Regions from separate parts of the Mus musculus genome. Here regions 2, 3 and 4 are each linked to region 1. The links are chromatin contacts, called in public Hi-C maps. All regions are on one chromosome and are shown on one strand. The core of a region is the stretch at or near the end of the contact, and the rest is flanking DNA. Distances in the headings are between cores, read along the strand shown.

The links. Hi-C and Micro-C count contacts between places; a contact is called where the count stands out from the background.
Region 2: a Hi-C map of cortical neurons shows a contact between it and region 1, with 3 times the contacts expected there. The contact joins two enhancer-like sites. A contact is called at or near these places in 5 of 484 Hi-C or Micro-C datasets (cerebellum, cerebral cortex and cortical neurons) and 1 of 115 datasets of contacts at active chromatin or transcription factors (neural progenitor cells).
Region 3: a Hi-C map of cerebral cortex shows a contact between it and region 1, with 9 times the contacts expected there. The contact joins two enhancer-like sites. A contact is called at or near these places in 3 of 484 Hi-C or Micro-C datasets (the N1E-115 cell line, cerebral cortex and forebrain).
Region 4: a Hi-C map of forebrain shows a contact between it and region 1, with 5 times the contacts expected there. The contact joins two enhancer-like sites. A contact is called at or near these places in 5 of 484 Hi-C or Micro-C datasets (cerebellar granule neurons, cerebral cortex, cortical neurons and 1 more).

The regions. Positions count from the first base shown.
Region 1 is chr9:113,632,110-113,635,245 of GRCm38.p6, forward strand. No RefSeq gene overlaps it. Among named protein-coding and RNA genes, the nearest start is that of Gm36686, 7.2 kb to the left of the region's middle. Within about 2 kb of position 1,737, at least 20 of the 459 cell types and tissues checked have an H3K27ac peak or open chromatin away from gene starts, as enhancers often do. A contact at or near this core is called in the N1E-115 cell line, cerebral cortex, cortical neurons and 1 more, where this site is marked.
Region 2 is chr9:113,079,930-113,082,905 of GRCm38.p6, forward strand. The region is part of intron 5 of Gm36251 (a long non-coding RNA gene); the gene reads right to left. Among named protein-coding and RNA genes, the nearest start is that of Gm36251, 42 kb to the right of the region's middle. Within about 2 kb of position 1,397, at least 4 of the 459 cell types and tissues checked have an H3K27ac peak or open chromatin away from gene starts, as enhancers often do. A contact at or near this core is called in cortical neurons, where this site is marked.
Region 3 is chr9:112,863,486-112,866,606 of GRCm38.p6, forward strand. No RefSeq gene overlaps it. Among named protein-coding and RNA genes, the nearest start is that of Gm36251, 260 kb to the right of the region's middle. Within about 2 kb of position 1,641, at least 9 of the 459 cell types and tissues checked have an H3K27ac peak or open chromatin away from gene starts, as enhancers often do. A contact at or near this core is called in the N1E-115 cell line and cerebral cortex, where this site is marked.
Region 4 is chr9:112,829,674-112,832,831 of GRCm38.p6, forward strand. No RefSeq gene overlaps it. Among named protein-coding and RNA genes, the nearest start is that of Gm36251, 290 kb to the right of the region's middle. Within about 2 kb of position 1,693, at least 10 of the 459 cell types and tissues checked have an H3K27ac peak or open chromatin away from gene starts, as enhancers often do. A contact at or near this core is called in cortical neurons and forebrain, where this site is marked.

The sequences.
Region 1 (3,136 bases), core at 487-2,986:
GGGATAAAACACCGACCAAAACCACCTTGTGGGGACAGTAACTTCAGCTCACAGGTTACAGTCTATCATTTTGGGAACCCAAGACAGGACCCTGGAAGGAGAATAGAAGAACACTTCTAACGGTCTTCCTTGCTCTCCATTGCATGCTTGTTCAGCCTGTTTTCTTATACAAGACTACCTGCCTAGGGATGCCACCGCCCACAGTGAGCTGGCCCCGCCCACATCAAACATTTATCAAGAAAATGCCCCCCACACACAGGCCAATTCAGGAGGCAATTCCTCAATTGGGGTGCCTGCTTCCCAGGCGATGCTATTTTATGTCAAAGTAACAAAAAAAAAAAAAAAAAAAAAACAAAAACGAACCAGTGCACCAGTGTTGCTTGTCGGAGGCAGCAACAGTTGGGCAGTCTATCTTCAGGCCCTCCCAAGCTCCTCCTAGCTACGATCATCTTTTATTCCTTCCTGCCCACAGACATCTCAATTTATCCTCTCTCACAAAGGAAAATGATTGCAAGGTCCTACCCTCTTTTTCGTGAAGAGAAAAGAAAACTAATATTGTTTTCCTGCTCAGAGCTTTGTCAGAAATGCCTCGAAGACAAAATTAAATTTGAGATCAATCAAAACCTTGAGCAAAGAGATGAGCCAGACTTCCCTCAGGGCTCAGGCTATGCAGTCCTCTGCCAGGCACTGTAAGTCCCGGCCCTGGCAGGTGACCCAGCCCTTGGGAGGACTGCTGGGTGCCTGCCCTTCCTGTCCCTGGATTTTACCTCCTGATGATGTCATCCTTGCCCTGATCTGATCCCAGTTTCGGGTGCACAGCCCTGGTCCCTTAGGGCTAAGGAACCTTGAACTGTGAGTCTGGCTTCTTAAATACTCTAAGGGTGGTCTCCGTGACCCTCAAAACAGCAGCCAGCAGCTAAGCATTGTGTCTTTCCCCATCATAAGGATGAGTTAGGTTGATTGAGGATTTTCTTTTTTGTCCTTTAAAATTGTTAAGTGGCTGCAGCTCAAAATGTCACAAACACAAAAATAACATCTCTTGACACTCCGTAGGTTAAAAACAGTTCCTGGGATGAGGTCTATGTTCTGTTTCTCTGCATCTTCTTGGCTGGCACCTCCCTCCCTCCCTCCCTCCCTCCTTTCCTCTCTCCCTCCTTCCCTTCCTCTCTCTTCCATGATAAGCCTCATGGCTTTTCATAGTTTGTTTTTGCAGGCGTCCTGGTCTCCTGCAGTATCTTTCCCATCTCTGCCTAGCTCTTGTCTCCTCAGCCCCACCCACCAGAGCCTCCTCAGCTGCCCCAGCTCAGCCGCCCCAGCTCAGGCACAGCCTTTGGCCCGTATCTGCCTGTACCCAGGGTTCAGTCTCCTGCCTTCCCTTCTGCGTTCAGACCTGCTTTGTTGCTCTCTGGGCAGAGGTTCTGTGGAACACAAATGCAGCTGAGGCTTTGGTGACTAACTTGGGCTCACGCCCAGTGCCATCGGCTACTGCCATGTTGGTGGGGACAGAATCCTTGCTAACTCATCTAGGCAGGGAGCCATGGCTTGGAGCCGAGCAGCAAAGTGTCTGGGGACCAAGGAGGGGACTGATGATGGAAAACACATCAAAAGAATAGGCGATAACTCCAGTTTTCTTTCTCAGAACACCTGGCCAAGATGCCTCCTCTCTATTCCTGTCAGCCAAACAGGACGGCTGCCTCACGTAAAGAATGGGGCTTTGGCAGAGCACACAGGGGTGCAGTCAGGCCTCTGGGCAGAAATGCCTTGACTCTGTGTTCTGTCTCCCAGGGCCTCAGTGTACTCACTCGTGAAGGTAATAGCTCGAAGTGTTTCTCAAGTTCATAGAAGACAGCCGCCATAATAGATGTGAGGCACCATTGTCTCCTGGCTTCTGTTCAAAACTTCTTCCCACCAAGAATGGTGGAGCACACACCTTTAATCCCAGCACTTGAGAGGCAGTTGGGTCTCTGTGAATTCAAGGCCAGACTGTTCTACATGGTGATACCTTATCTCAAAAATAAATAAATAAATAAATAAATAAATAAATATCTTCTTATGGCCTCTCCTGTCTCTCTGTAGGAAAAAAAAAATGGCTCTTGGATAATCTCTCCAAAAAAGCTCTCTTTCAATCAGTCAATTTGCTTACAAAAGTTTACTGAGCACCTACCCCGTGCCAAGATCCTTTGCCAAGTACTGGGCATTCAAATCAAATGAGATAATCCTGCTATCTAGGGAATCCCAGGGCAGCAGAAGTGACAAATACCAGGTAAGACAGGACACCTCAGAGATGTAGAGGAAGGGTAGCTACCGGATATAGCAAGGATAACCCATGTTCTCTTTGGAGTCATGGTTTCCGTCAGGTTACCTGCCCTCCTTGGGAGGGAGGACTCCTGTCATGAAAATCGAGGGGCTGGAAGCTGTCAGTATTTAAGGTTTGTAAGTCTTCCATGGCCTGCTCCGAAAGATCCTGCTATGAAGAAAATATGAAGGATGTGTGACTAGGAGAAGACTCTGCCAAGGAAGTGTTTGACTCACAATCGTGAGGACCTGAGTTTGATCTACAAGAGATGGGAGAAGCCATCATGGCACACACTCAAAATCTCATTGCTGGAGAGCCTGAGACAGGTGGATCGCTGGGACTGGCTAGCAAGTGAGCATAGCCTATTTGGAAAGTTCTAGGTCAGTGAAGAATCTGCATCAAATAGTATGAGCAATGCCTCATCTTTTCCTCTGGCTTCCACGTGCATGTGCACACGCATGCGCACACAAACACACACACATGGTGAATAAATAAGAAGATTCTAACCTCCAGGTAAGCTTTATACTCTAACAAACTCTCCCCTCTCCCTTAAACACACACACACACACACACACACTCACACACACTCACACACACACACACACACACTCACACACACACACACACTCACACACACACACCAGCACTCACTGTAAGAGGATCTTGTGTATCACTCATAACCGAGCAACCTGCCATCTGCCCCCGCACCTCTCTCTTTGGTCATGGCTGAGAGGTACTGCAGGGGTCTCCTGGATGCACCTGGAATGAATTCAGGTCTCATCCTAGTGTGGCACGCAGCTGCTGAGTTAATAAGAAAGCTCTGGCAGCTTCGGAAGGCAG
Region 2 (2,976 bases), core at 147-2,646, 550 kb before region 1:
GGATTCTGTTGGGCTTGACCAATACTGGGAATTATTAGTTCAGTAATACATCCAAAAGTTTACACATACTAACCAAACAGAGTTTATCTATGACATTCAAGATTAGTCTAGTATATAAAACCAAATAATGAGAGATGGTGAGGGTACCTATTGCCACCACATGTCTATGCAATATGAATGTACTGACAGAAACAATCACACAAGAAAAGAAAACACCAAGCTATCCTAATAGTAGTTTAAATCCCTAATGACCCTTCTGCACTTAGAGGTGTGTGTGTGTGTGTGTGTGTGTGTGTGTGAGTGTTTATGTGTGTGTGTGTGTGTGTTTACCACCAACCGTGTGTGTGTGTGTGTGTGTGTGTGTTGCCAGTTAGTTGTATTTTTTGTTTGTTTTGGTGTTTGTTTCTGTTTTGTTTTTCAGATGAAGTCTCACTGACCTGAGCTTAACAAGTAAACAAAGCTGCCTGGTCAGCGAGCCACTGAGATCTGCCCATCTCTGCCTTCTGAAGCTTGGGATTATGAACTTTTATTGCTATGGGTTTGGGGGATGGAATTCAGGCAAGGCAAGTGCATTCCTGACTCCCCAGCCCCCTAATGACTCCTTTCAAAGTAAATGTTTGGAACTGAAATATGAGTTCAATAGAATTGTAGGGCATAAAATCAACATGCAAAAAAAAAAAATGAGTTACATGAATAATGACCTACTCAAAGGAGACACTAGGCAATGATCCCATTTGCATGAGTCCCTTGTCCCCAACAATAAAATACACATACACAAGAACCAATATAACTATGAAGGGGAACTACCTATACTCTGAAATGAGACAAAGATCCACCCAGGAGAGAGAATGAGATGACCACTACAGAACAGACCTGACCTCACTTCACACGGCCTTCTACACGGAGGAGGCTGCACCATATTCCTTTGCCCCACTTATTTAAATATAAGGTTTGTTACTAGAGAATAGCTGACTGCGTGATACATACTGATGTGTGGCCAGCATCACTCCTGAATGTCAAGGAAACCTATGTTTGTTTTAAATGTACAACCCTCTACTACCAGCTCTTCCTTAATTAGAATTTTCCTGAGTGTTTAAACCTAGGCACAAACATTTAGAGCAAGCTATTGCCATGCATATGAAAATGAGGGTGCTGTGGAGGTAATTAGGAGTGTGATCTGCCTCCCTCGGCCTGCTTACTCCTAAGATTCCCTGTTTCTTTGGTGATCAGCCAGCTTGGCTCAGCTAATGCTGGGTGCATGTGTCCAGTTTCCTTTGTTTTAAGAAATTGACATCTCCAGAGCCATTTGAAGACTATAACCCAGGTTGACAGGCACAGATTCTGTTCCACAGGGATGACCCCACCACCTATGACATGGCTTATGCATATACATAGTGTCTGCCCCACCCACCCCTGCCTCCCCTCATGCACACACATAGTGTCTGCCCCAACCCATGACTCCCCTCATACACAAACTATTTTTAGAATCCTGAAAAGAAACGGCTAGAAACTCTTACATCGTTGTCCTGAAGTGTGATTTTTTTCCCATATATGACACATTGATCAAAACAGAAGAGAACCTTTCCTAAATTCTCTGAGTCAGACTTTATAAGTAACATCCGTGAGGCACGGTACATGAACAACAGTTCTTTAAAGCAACAAGAAATGTGACTTTTTCATGAATAAAAAATTGAGTTTGAACTTGGGTCCACCGAAGCCTTATTTAACTCAGAGCTCTTAAACCTCATGTCCTTTGTTTATGTGATACTTATATTTCAGACTCCAGGCGGTTCTTCCAGAAGAATTATACATTCTGATGCATTCATCCATCACACACTTCCGACGTTAGATGTATTTTTAGTGTGCCCAGCTTGCCCAGAATGAATATAACAAGCATGTAATGTATCCTGAGGTGGGAATGAAATTGATAGAAGCCGGGTAGGGGTGATGGAAAAGAGGAGGGTGGTGGAAAGATGACTCAGAGTTCATGAGCTTTGGAACATGAAAGGCTCTCTAAGTCATGGAAAAGCACGCTCAAGAGCCCACCAGAGCAAGACTCAGGGCCTGCTCAGCAAACAGCCTACAGCCAGGCAAGACCTAGCAGAACTGGAAAGGGGCATGCTAGACAAGCTGTTGCAAAATGTGCTTACAGGGCCATCAAGATGGCTCAGCAGTGAAAGTGCCTGAAGCAGAGCCTGGAGGACTGAGTTCTGTCCCCAGAATCTAAATGGTAAAAGAACTAACTGACTCCCAAAAGTTGTCCCCTGACCTTTACATGAAAACTGTAGTATATGTATACACATGTACATAAATACATACATGCATATATATATACACACATGTACAATATATAGTAAATGTAAAAATAAACTTTTAAAAATAAACAGAATGATTTTAGTATGGTTCAGATTTTAAATTATAGCCAAAAGTAATGAAATGAAGTTTTAAACTAATTTGTTTATTTTTAATTGCCATAGATAGATAGATAGATAGATAGATAGATAGATAGATAGATAGATAGATAGATAGATAGATATATAGATAGATATGAGAGAGGGGGAAAGAGAGAAAGGGAGTATGATATGACACATTGACTGAAGTGAACATTGTATAAGATGCAGTGAAGCTAATTAGCATCCATCACCTCATCAATTTATCAGTCTTGTGATTAGATCATTAAAAATATCTCAGCAATTTTGCAATCTACAATAGCTATGACCCATAGCACAATAGGTCACTAAATCATGTGTTCTAAGACTTTGTATGTTTGGTCAGAATCTTCTCATTCTTCATCTCTCTTAATGAGCCCCTAAGCTCTGGTATCCACTTTTCTCCTCTATGCTTCTATGATATTGGTCTTTTTAGATTGTACAAATAGGGAAAACCAGGGCAGATACCCAAATAATGGAAAGTAATGTGATGAGGAGACATGTGGACTCCTTGGTCCATTTCAGTGTCACCCAGGATATCCAAACC
Region 3 (3,121 bases), core at 391-2,890, 770 kb before region 1:
AGAAGAAGGTCTGCCTTAAGTTGCTCCTTTCAGGTAGTTGAGATAATAACTGACAACCTATCTTTCAGCTAGAGCCTAGAGAGCCATGCTTTTTAAATATGGCACCACCTAAAATTCCAAATATTTTCAAAATATATTTTTGTAGACAGACACTCATTTAATGTAGCTATGGACTATCTGTTCTACCTTGAGTGGGACATTAAGGAGAAACTTTCTTATGGGTAGTCTAAAAATACAAGGAAGCTAGTATTACCCATTATAGTTTTTTCCAGATATGTCTATAGTTATCATCTTCCACTTCCATTTTATAAGCAAGAGACCTGAATCATTCTATGAGATGAAGCTTGGTATTCACAACTGTACCAGTATTTATATTCCCTGAAATTCCTGCATCCATCTGGGAAATCACCACTGTGTGTCTTAGAGACCAGGAGGAAGCAAATATTTTGGTCTCTTCTCTGGTTCCTGAGTGAAACCAAATGCTATGTACACAGAGCTTGCAGAGGCTCTACCAGGGACAGAAGGAGTATGGAGGGAATGTATGCCAGCCTGGGTACTTCTCTGGTTCTGTTTGCTCATCTCAATACCAGTTTGTCTCCATCACTCTCTCCTACCAAACTGTTGGGTTCCAATGTATTCAACACATAGCTTGTCATCTACAGATGTTCTTCATTTACATAAACACTGTTGGTTTTCCATCTCCATCTGTATCTTGCTGTTTGTTTGTGCATAGCCATTTTCTTTTTCAAAATGTTGATACACTGCTAAATGAACAGCTAATATCTTGCTGCTAAATGTGAGTCAACCTTATTTTTCTTAATCAGTACCATAGAAATGAGCCCCTACATCTACTGTCAAAACACTGTATAGATCTACCTAGCCCTCCCTTCAGGTTATTTGTCTGAATATCACAGAGATATACACTCAGGACCAAAAGGCTAAGGCTATGGGATATACGTCCAGAGATGAGCCAATACAAGGGAAGTGTTCCTAAGAATGATAGCACACTATACTACATGAGGGGCATCGAGGAGTCCCATATATCTCTAGGCCTTCTGGACTCCATGTTCTCCTCTAGTTTTACTTACTACATCATCTTGATAAGAAGATATGATCTGATAGCTTCCTCAAAAAGACATAGCAGAGATACAGGTTGAGAAAAAGACTTTCCAATTTTTGATTTAGCTATTACAATGTGATCGTGTGTGTGTGTGTGTGTGTGTGTGTGTGTGTGTGTGTGTGTGTGTAGAGAGAGGGGGGAGGGGGAGGGGGAGGGAGGGGGAGAATGCATTGCACAGTGCAGAGTACAACCCAATATAGTTAATTCTCTCCTTCTACAATGTGAGTCCTTGGGATTCCACCTGCTGAACTGAATCCACCAGGCATCAAGCTTAGCTAAGATATCTTCTCAGCGAGCCCCGGAGATTCCGACGTCCCCACATGCCCAGTGCTAGATCATGAACCAGCACCACCATGCCAAGCTTACTGATGTGGATTCTGGAGATTCAGCTCAGGTCTCCATGCCTGCAAGAGGCTCTTGGAGCCCCCATCCCTAATATGTGTGATGCATATGCTGTAAGCCCATGTTTTCAGGCTGTCTGCTCCTAGCATTCCATTGTTGACTTAGCCTCCAGCTTTTGCAGGGCTGTCCAATCAGTTTCCCATCTGCCTCTCTCCAGCTTCCTGAATTTTACAGCTCTCATCTCCTCCCACACACTTGTCACACTCAACTGTTTTTAGTTTGCTGTTTCTCTTTGCTATCGTTTTGGTGAGGTTACAGGAAAGTAAAGAAATAAATGCCCAGGTAAATCCACTTCTACCATCCTGCAAAAGAAGAAAGTAAGTTGCTGTTGCAGCTAACAGATTTAAAACTGCATTTTTAGATGCCATTCAAGGTCACTGCACCTGTCCCCTTTCTCCATAGACAGATGGATAGCTGGAGAACAGAAGGTGCCAAGGAACACATGTATTCTTTTCTCTGAAGAGACATTATCGTGTACCCCCCACCCTGCAAAAAATAAATAACAACAACAACAACTGCAATTACATTGTTTCCTAACTCCATTACTGAAGAATATGACCTTATTTGGAAACAGGGTAATTAAAGATATAATTAGTTGAAATGAGGTTATAGACAGGAGAGAAGCAAGCTGAGATTTGCCAGACCTCTGTCACTATAAACATGGAGTGGGACATGGAACAGACTCTCCCACCCTCTGGAAGGAAAGAGTCCAACTGACATCTTAATTTCAGACTTTGAGTCTCCAGGACTAAGAGACAACGCATGCCTGTTGTCTTAACTACTCAGCTGCCAATGTTCATGTCAACAGCTCTGAGAAACTAACGTACATTTTGGTGTCTGCTTGTAGCTGATGCTATCATGTCACAATGCCTGAGTTACATTGAGCACGTTTTCTTAGAGACTTGAAATTGTGAGTAATGGACTTATGCACTTATTTGAACTGGTTTCCAAGAAATGAGTGTGCAAAGCTGCTGGGTACCGCCTTTCTGCTCACAGAACAACGTGGAAAGAGAGGGATGCTCTGAAGAAGAGATGCTGAACAAAGAACAAATGGTACTGGATGACACGGAAGGTCTGCAGCCTCGTTAGGCAGCAAGTTCTAGAAGCAGGCTGAGGTTTATCCTGACATCCACCTCTAAAACACTGCAAAGGGCTCAGACCATAACATCACTGACCCAGGGCAAAGGGGAGTAGTCACTGAAGACAAATCTCAGGGAGAAAGCATCCTACAAATGCTGGCAGCCTTTGTCATCACTGAGTTGCAAGCTCTCTTAGACCAAAAAGGCCTTTGCTCCTCTGATGTTTCCCCTTAGAGTGCAATGTATATCCCATAGTTGTTCATCTGAACTTGAATCGGGTATCTTGTTTTCTGAATTTCTCACATTGACATGAGAGCAATTTTGCCCAAGAATGCCAAATTTCCTGGGTGCAGCTACATCTCAATTAAATTTTAAGACAATACTTTGGGCTCCCAGAGTTAATTATTATATTGATAGAATCTGGAAAAGAGTTGGAGGCTGTTGAGACAATAGGGTGAATGTGCTTTTTGTGTTAAGAAACTATGACATTTTGCAAAAGACAGGGAAGGCTAACATTAGT
Region 4 (3,158 bases), core at 443-2,942, 800 kb before region 1:
TTCGAAGTTGACCATGTAAAAGCTGCCCTTACCTTCAACGTTAGCTCTTCCAAATGGCAAGATCACATAATGTTAAAGATTCCCAGGATGACCTACCATAACTGGACTTATTCAAGAAAAAAGATCTAAAAAGATCTTTACCAAAAAAAAGAAGGGAAGATCTGAAACATCTGGGGAACCTGGAGACAGTTACACAGGCATCCAAGGAAAAATAGCCCTCAGCAGGGATGTGTCACCTAGTAAGTCTATGTGTACACATCTGTCTCCACACAGGGATCTCAGGAAAGGGGCAATAAACCAGTAGTACCATCCTCAAAGGTAAGTTGACCAAGAGGCTGGTGACTCTGAGATGACAAGAATCAGTTGTACAACCCTTCATTTTATGTCTGGAGCAGGGCAGGCTGGGGACCCTGGTTCTCATAACTGCAGAACCTTTGCTAACAGGCTCAGGATAAGCTTTTGCCTCCTAGGGCTTGATTCCAAGAGAGTGAGTTAGCATACTTGCATGCCTACTCTTGACCATGCAAGGGTATGAGCCAATGGCAGGAGAAAAGGTTATTCCTAGGAGACAGGTCACATTAGCATACTGTCTTAGGGTTCATTTATAAAAGCACACTTTGGTTCTTTTCTTACTTGCAGACAAAGTTCCCTGGGAATTGTTAGCAAGATGTGCCAGCAGCATGCTTGTCAGACTTCAGGTGCCCATAAATCCAGCCATAAAGGGCTCCCTCCACTCCAAACACATCTCTGTGAATGGCCCAGTTAAAAAGCAAACACATTGTAGGGAATTAATAAAAGCAAATTTTTGGTTTTTACTGCTCACTCCAACTCTAGAGAGCAATGCCTTTTTAATTCTCCCACAGTAGCTTTCTTAAATCACCCCAGGCTTCCATTAAGAGTTCTGTTGTTGCTCTGGACAGTATCTTGTTAGGAAGCAAGTCAGCTTGGTTATTACTGCTGAACACTGTCCCTAGCTTGCATTTATACAGCAAAAGGCTTATAGAATAATTACCTACTCTTTCCTATAATGAGCCGGATGATACACACACACACACACACACACACACACACACACACACACACACACACACACATACACACACACACACACACACACACACACACACACACACACACACACACAAACACACACACACCTAAAACCACCCTGACTGCCATCTATGCTGATGAGAGCAATTGATAAAAATTGGCAAAACCACTAAAACAACTTCACTTATATTCACTGAGACCCATGTTGGCCGCAGACAAGAAAACATGCTTACTGGCCACAAATAGGTTGTGTGTTTGGCATAAGTGCCATGATTTCACACACATGTGATCTTATCACGGTAATCTGTATTCGAAATTGGTAAGCAAGATGCTGGGAAATACACTTAGAAAATATCGATGGGATTTGGAAGCTGTTGTTGACTTATAACACAAAATTCAAAGCCCACTGAGCTGTGGTGAGCCAAGGAGCCCATCTTCACAAGGATAGCCTACACTGTGTCTGGTCAGTGGTCCAGGTTGCCGGATATCCTCTGTCTATTCTCCAAGGCCTCACACACATGCTGTGCCTGTGGACACAGGTTTCACACACCAGCTGTCACACCGGACTCTAACTTGGAATGTGTTGCAGATATGAAAACCCACAAAGAAAGAATTCTCACATTCCCTAGTAATTGAAGGCCCAGGGATTGCCTGCCAGCTCTCTGCCTCTGGGGCAAGCTTGGATTTGGCATTCTGTTTAACACTCTCCTACACACAGCAAAATATGCTGCTGTTTTTTCTCTTTTTACAAGTGTGTGTGTGTTTGTGTGTGTGTATGTGTGTTCATGTGTGTCCTGTGTATGTGTACACATGTGTACTCAGGTTTACTTGTCCATGGCTGGGCATGTGAAGGCTACAGATCAATATTAAGTGCTTTATTCTATCATCTTTCACTTTAGATTTTGAAACAGGGACACTCACAGGCCTTAAGATAGTCATTTCAACTTGACTGGCTAGCCAGCAAGCCTTGGGGGACAGCCTGTTTCCATATCCCAACACAGTGGTAACACACACATGCCACCACCCAGCTCTTACACAGATGTGAACTTAGGACCTCATGTTCACATACCAAGCATTTTATCCACTGTGCCATCTCTCCAGTCCCTGGCCCTGTGTTGTTTGGTTGTTTGGATCTTATTTTTATTTTTTATAATAGTTGCAGAACAGGTTAGAAACTGTGAACCTTATATTTCTTTTCATCCTTGAGAAAGCATATTTATGTTGTAAAAAAAGAAAAGGGCACATATTCTTAGTTGACAATAATTTTCCTTCCCAAAGAGATGAGAAAATAACAGAATAATATCTATACTTAAGATGTTAAAAGTAACAAAAGCGTCCCAAGCCCAGTTTGTTGGAATGCAAGCCTCCTCACATGGTCCCAACCCCCACAGGAGAACAAATCATCGCCATCCCTGATCAGCAGAGTCCGTATAAAGCTATGGTGTGCTCAGAGGTACATTTCTCTAAGGACTTGGCCTTTGAGTAATTGGGCAAACATGGTCCCCCTAAAAGGCCAAAAGCATTGACTAGAGGGATAGCTTCCCCCACTGTCATGTCTAACAACCTCAAGGGGACTCTGCAAGCTGTGACACGCACCCCTTCTGACAATGCATCTCTCGGGTGACTTTTTGCAGAACTTCTTTCACAAAGCTAGTTTGAAAACACTTTTTTTTTCTGGTATTCTGCTCCAGGGAGACGGACTTACTCCCTTCCAATATGCTGTGAGTTTCTTTGGGTCTGACCGTGTTGGGTCTATATGAGGAAGTAAACCCCGGTAGGACAAACTACTACTATAATTCTTCACTCATATGGGGGCCAGAAAATGCGTGGTGTAGAACACCATCCTGAGAGCAAAGTGACCATGGCATCAGATAAACTGTGCCTGCTTGCATGATACCATCATGATCAGGCTTGTGGAAGGATATTGGCAAGGCTACTGGACCCTAACCTAAGGTTCTAACCACTCCTCTAGCCATTTCTATGCAATATATATCAACTGCATGTGGTTTCAAGATGTCCTGTAGTAGATAGGCTGGTCGGGGGTGGGATTAGTAGAGAAGGGTCTTTACCTCTGTGTTATGGGGAATCCATTACACATTTTGCATGGG